Linked DNA regions of Athene noctua: region 1 is linked to region 2. A link is a contact called in public Hi-C data. All regions are on one chromosome and are shown on one strand. The core of a region is the stretch at or near the end of the contact, and the rest is flanking DNA. Distances in the headings are between cores, read along the strand shown.

Region 1 (3,158 bases), core at 467-2,966, 210 kb before region 2:
GTCAGCTTTCCAAGCTAGTTTTTCTATTAGGAGTTATTCGCTGGCTTAAGATCACGTTTTTTTCTACACACTTACCCATCTGTCTGTCTACCTTCCTTCTTTCCTTCATTTCTTTAACTCTTCATTGTCCTTCCTAATCATCCTCAAATTTACTATGTTTCGCAAATGATTTACGCATGTTGATTTCACCCAGGTCTTGAACTAAACACATGCCAGTGTAATTAGAGCTATACCTACTTAATGAGCACCAGCACCTAACATAACTGCATTTAATTAAGGTGGTGAGGGTTATTTCCCAAGCACTTTGACAATTCACCTCAGCTTGGCTATATGAGAGACTCACTCTGCAGAAACTTCACTTTTTAAATGAGTTAGGGTTACATGGGAAAATAATGTATTTTGGTTTAGTCTGGCAGGGAGAGGGAGGGGTTTCTGGGTTTTGTCAGCTGTGCTATTTGCTGTGTTAAAATTGGGAAACACTCCATGTTTACAGTATAGATTACTAGTTCGTTCAGTATGGAGCTGCGTTAACATCTGTATTGCACAGAACTTGTGGTCTGGTTGAGATGCTTAATAGTACACAGGAACCTTAAATATTAAAAATTAACTCGGACAACTGTGTTTAAACTTGCTGTAGGGCCCCTGGTTCTTTGGTCAGCGTTGGTGCACAGAAAGAACACGAATGTGAAAGAGAAAAAGATGGGAAAGGCGAGATGGAAAAGAATGCAACATTTAGACAACAAAATCAAACCGTAGTAGTACACAAGAGCAATTTAACACTTTTTCTCTCTCCGAACAATTTCAACCCACTTCCTATTAGTCAAGAGAAAGTGTTTAGAAAGTTGCGAGAGGCCAGGACCAGCAGCTGTCACCGCAGGTGGCAGTACGCGGAAGGACAGATAACGCTGCCCGGCTGCAAGGCAAATGCCTTATTCCTCACTTGGCTTTATCGCCTCGTCCACCACGGCCTATTAAGAGTAATTTACCTGTGGTCTGGGCCAAATTCAGAAGTCAGGGGAAGGGACAGACTGTGAGAGGCGGATCTCGTCCTGCTTTCCCCCCCCTTCCAAGCACATTCAGAGAGGAGCGTTTTGAAAACGAAGGCTGGCACAGAAGATGAAGACTCCCTTTCCACACTTCAGCACAACGTGCTGGAGCAAGTCCCCCTGAGGCCCGCTCTCACAGTCGCCGTCCGGCTACGAAACCGGGCCTGGGCCTTCGGCTGAGGAGGAGGCTGCGGTGCCGGAGGGCAGCTGTCTGGCCGCCGGCGAGACGGAGGGAGGGAGGGAGACGGGCCGGACGCCGCCGCCAGTCCCGCTGAGGGGATGGCCGCTCCCCGCGCTGCCTCCGGGCGGCGCAACACCGGAGGAGCCGGCGGCGGGGAACCCCGGCGTTTGTGCTGAGGAGAAACGAGGCGCCCTCCGCGCGGCCGGGAGAGCCCTGCGGCGCGCTCGGTGCGCCGGGCCGCGCCCCCGCCGGGGCCGGTTTTACCTCGAGAGCGCTTGGAACCGCGCTGGGCAGAGCGCGCCCCTGCCTCGGCGATACCATCTCCCGCGGGGCGGGGAGAGAAAGAGCAGTTAGTTCCTTCCTGGCGCCGCGGCAGAAGGGCTTTCCCGGCGGTGGTACGCTCCGCCTCGGGCCGCCGCCTAGCGCTCGGCCGCTTCCCCCGCTCCCTCCGCCGTGCGTGGGAGTGGCGAGGCGGCGCCCCGGCGCACGCGCGCTGCGGGAGGGCACGCAGTGCCAGAGGGGAGGCAGGAGATGGCGGAGGCCGCCGCGGAGCCGGGCGCGGGCCGGGCCGGCGCTGGGGCGGCGGCGGCGGCGGCAGCGATGGCGGAGGGCGACAGCGAGCGGAACGACGGCGTCGCCGGAGCGGGGGAGGCCGCGGCCGCCGCGTCGTCACCGCCGGGCTCCCCTCCGGGCTCCCCTCCGGCGGCCGCTGGGGGCGAGGGCGGCGGGGCGAAGCCGCTGAGCGCGGCGGAGTACGCGCGGCGCGTGCACCAGTGGCTCTGGGACTCGTACTGCGGGTACCTGGGCTGGCAGGGCTGCCTGCCCGCGCTCCTCGCCAACGCCAGCAACGCCGCCGCCAACCCCGGCCCCCCCCGCGTCGCCGCGACGCCCCCTCCCTCCCCGCCGACCGGAGCCGCCGCCGCCGCCGCTTACTACAGCCCCTTCTACCTCTTCGCGCCGGTGCCAGCCCACGCGGCCACCGCCGGGCCAGGGCCCCGCGCCTCAGCCGCCGCCGGCGCTTGGCCGGGAGCGGCGGGCAGGCTGGCCCCCCTGCCCAGGGCGGCCTCCAGCAGCGCCGCCGGCTCCAGCGGCAGCGGCGCCCCCAGGGAGACGGGGCGGCCGGCAGGTGAGTGGGGCGGGCGGGGCCCGGGCCCGGGCTGGGGGGAGAGCGGCCGGCCTGGCCCGTGGGGAGGCGGCCGGTGGGGCCAGAGTCCCTGGTCGGCTGCCGTGCGGGGCGGGTGGGCGCGGGGCCGGGGCCGGTGCCTTGCTGCCCGCGGCGCCTTCGGTCTCCGCCGCTTCCCCGCCGCCGTGTTGGGAAACGGCGTCTCCGGGAGGAAGCGGGGGGTTTGGCAACGTTGAGGGCCGCTGCGCTTCTGAGGGCGGCAGACCCGGGCGCGTCGCTGTGCCCTGTAAAAGGGGACAGCTCAAATACCGAGTTTGTAAATCCAGAACTTAATCCGCAAGCAGGTTTGAGAGGGTTGTCTTGGGTGTACGGCGTGTAGCTTTAGCGCTTGTAAGGCGTTTTCATGGATATGAAGAAGGTTGGGGTTGGGTTTTTTCAATAAAACTTGTGATCGTGGGCTTGTAATGCATCAAGCTTTGTAATGTAAGTAGGCTGTTTGGATGATGAAATCTAAACTCACTTTATCAGTTTTAGTGGGCTCTTGGTCCTTAAAGTCACTTAATGAAATTGAAGCAGAGAAGTAAAAACAGGCTTACATTCGGCAAGCTAGCAGCAAGACCCGAGATAAACAAAAGTCTGCTAGGGCTATAAATATTGAAGGCTGTGTATAGCAGTGCTTCTGTTTATATTTGTTCGAGAGCAAGACAAACTTGCTCCGGTCACATCAGAGAGAAAGCCTGGAGCACAAACATTTCCTCACAAGTCGAGGAGCACCTAGGTGACATTTCCTGAGTGTCTGGTTAGCACC
Region 2 (2,956 bases), core at 401-2,900:
AGCATCTGCCTTGTTCTTGCAATCAGGACAGTTAAAGGCTGGCAAGATCTCAAAGATCTGAATGAAAACATCACCACTAACCATAAAAACCCCAAATAAAAGCACACTATTAATTTCATGTCCCATGGTTTTGGCAGCATGGGTTGATTTTTGAGTGTTGGCTTTCAACAGTGAGATCTAGGCCTTTTATCTGTTTTGAGGGGTAGGAGTATTAGTGTCATCTACTTTGCTCACATGCATCAGAGTAGATCTTGGTTTTGGAAAATGCACTTAGCTTCTTATTCCAAGTAAAATGTCCTTAGATGTGTTTTGCTGATTAAGGATACCAATTAAACCCAGACACCAGAGTGAAAAGAGTAGGCGTATTTTACTAGTGATAACCAAATAATGTAACAGTGTAATATAGAAAACATGTAGTAAGAAAAAGTAGAATAGTGCACTTACAGCAGCAAACAGGAAAAAACAGGGTAATGCCTTAAATTATTACTACACGAGAGAGAGAATAGAGATTAAGAAAAATACATCACCACTTGCATACGTTACCATCACCCAGACCCGCAGTGGCTGGGCAGCCCCGGTTACAGCGAGGGTTTGCAGAGCCTGTCCTGGCAAGTGGGAAATCCTACGTGGTGCGTCCACCCGTAGGTGAGGCACCCAAAGTCGCTGCAAACGGGCCCAGCCTTATATACCAGAGATCGACCAGCCAGAATAGCTGGCACCTTTGTTTTGAGCAGAAAATTTCTGGTTTCATTCTCCTGTTGGATTCCACCCAAAGCCTGGCCAGGGCTCAGGGGGGGAAACCAAGGGAGTTTCTAACAAGGCCAGATACTTGGGTTCTCAGCCTTCAACAAGGCTGAGAAAGGGAAGTTGGATACATTTTCTCCTCACTACTGATTATATTTTGTCTAAGCTGCATCTTTCACTAGCAAGTTTACATGTTTTATTAATGGCTAACACGCTAAGTTAGCACCTTCATCTTGGGGCCTGTTGTTCAGGCTGCAGTATTTCAATGCTTTAGCACTTTTTACATCAGCATAGGTGGGTTGTTATAACTTAGTACAATACCTACTAGCACAATGGTCATCAGTTATAAAATATACAGGATTCATCTATAGGTCAACTCTGGCTTGGGCTTGTTGTCCAAGGCTTAGCACTTCAAGATGTCAGTGGATGGACCAAAACTCTAAGCATACAAATTACAGCAAATAATACAGTGCAGGCAGCATCACCCTCTGCTATTCTTTATGGTCTCCGTGTTAAGAGAGTTCTTTCTTTATTGATGAGCACTATCGGTGGATCTTGCGCGGCGCTGTCCCTTCTGGATCACTGCTCTGTAAGAATTCCGTGCTGGGCACAGCCCGTTCTGTCACAACGCCGGTGTCACCTTGAAGCAGGCGTATGAGAGATGCAGCTGTTTCCCTCCGGCAGCCCTCAGTGTCCCCGGATCTGCCCCGTGAAATGTGGGGAGGAGCGAGGAGGAGGGGCCGGCACAGGGAGGTGAACGGCAGACGGCTTGATCTGCGGGGTGAGGGGGCGAACAACCGAGGTGTGTGCGAGGCCCGGACCGCCCGAGCGGCGCCGCCACCGCCCCGGCCCTCCCTGAGAGGCCCGGCGGGGGCAGCCGGCCCCGCCCCGCCCCGCCGTCACGTGGTCCTTCCGCGGGGCGGGGCCTGCGCATGCGCCCGAGCCCGCCCCTCGGTCCGGCCCCGCCCGCGCCGTAGGGCCGCGTCCGGCTGCCGTAGGTGCGCGGGGCGGGGGGGAGGCCCCGGTGGTGGCGGGAGGGCGGGCGGCTGTCACCGGCCCCGCTGTCATCCCCTTTCCTGAGCCCCTGCCCTCCCCCGGGGCCTCGCGGTGGCCTCACCTGCCGGCGCGGCTCTGCCTCGGGGTGGCGGTGACCGGGCCCCTCCCGCCGCCCTGGCCGGCCCCCGTGGGGGCTCCGGTGGGGACCCTCTGCCCCCGAGCGTGTGCGCGCCGGGCGGGCGGCGGGCGGGCAGGGTGTGTGGGGTGCCCAGCCTCTGCCCCGCCGCCTTGCCCGCTGGAAGGGGGATGCCGGTATGTGTGGGAGAGGGGTGGCCGTCAGCTTGCGGTTTGATTTCCGGGGGGTGGATGACCCCGTGCCCAAGTGTATCCCCGTTTTCCTTGGGAATGTCACAGAGACCGGGTGTCGCAACCCCAGAGCCTGAAACAGCGGCGAGGCCGCCGTAGGGGCCGGGAGGGGGTGAGCGAGGGCTGCGGCTGCCCGCAGGCGGGGCTGCTCGGCCTGCCAAGGCTGCGCCCAGAGTTCGGCTTAGTCTGGGCAAGGCAGGGCATTCTGTAAATGGGCAGAAGTGTGTTGGCATCGTGTCTGGCTCCTTACGAAGTATTTGTGTTTAATTTGTATTCGTTGCGTGAAATAATGTGATGAAGAGGGCTGTTAAGGCCAAAAATGCATTAATCTTTCAAGACAGGATGAATTAATTGTACTCTTGTACAGAACACTTCCAATGAGTTGGCTAGGGATTTATTTTCACCCTTTCTTCTTCCAGTTTATTGATGATATGTGTAAAGATTAGAATATTCCTTGTTTGCCCAACATGAAAGTATATATCCTAAATTTGGAGGGAAGGAGGCAACAGTGTGCCTTCTTTTTTCCACTGAGTAAATAAAATGTACTGCTGGTAGGTGATAGTTTAAAATTATTAAAATGGCATTCCTTATAGATCATGCTGTTATTTTTCGTATTACATTTATTGTTTCTGTTCTGTGACTCTACTGTCAGCTTTCCACAAGTGGTACAGGCTAAATGTTTTCTAAATAACATGTTATTCAGGTTTAAGAAATTTCAGCTATTTTGAATATAGTTGAGTGTCTATAGCATAAGTCTGCTAGACATGAGTGCAATGTAAGTAGTAAACACTCATCACCAGACCCTTAAATGCACAATACATGAACATCACGGTCATTTTCACAAGGATGA

Evidence for each region. A called contact is a pair of places that touch in the nucleus more often than the background predicts.
Region 1: a Hi-C map of heart shows a contact between it and region 2, with 10 times the contacts expected there. The contact joins the promoter of FAM8A1 here to the promoter of TBC1D7 in region 2. A contact is called at or near these places in 2 of 2 Hi-C or Micro-C datasets (heart and liver).

What each region holds. Positions count from the first base shown.
Region 1 is chr2:97,960,932-97,964,089 of bAthNoc1.hap1.1, reverse strand. FAM8A1 (family with sequence similarity 8 member A1) reads left to right here and starts at 1,716. Exons shown (of 5, transcript XM_074899706.1): 1 at 1,716-2,353. The coding sequence starts at 1,759.
Region 2 is chr2:97,755,263-97,758,218 of bAthNoc1.hap1.1, reverse strand. It overlaps TBC1D7 (TBC1 domain family member 7), which reads left to right and starts at 1,650. Exons shown (of 9, transcript XM_074899685.1): 1 at 1,650-1,742.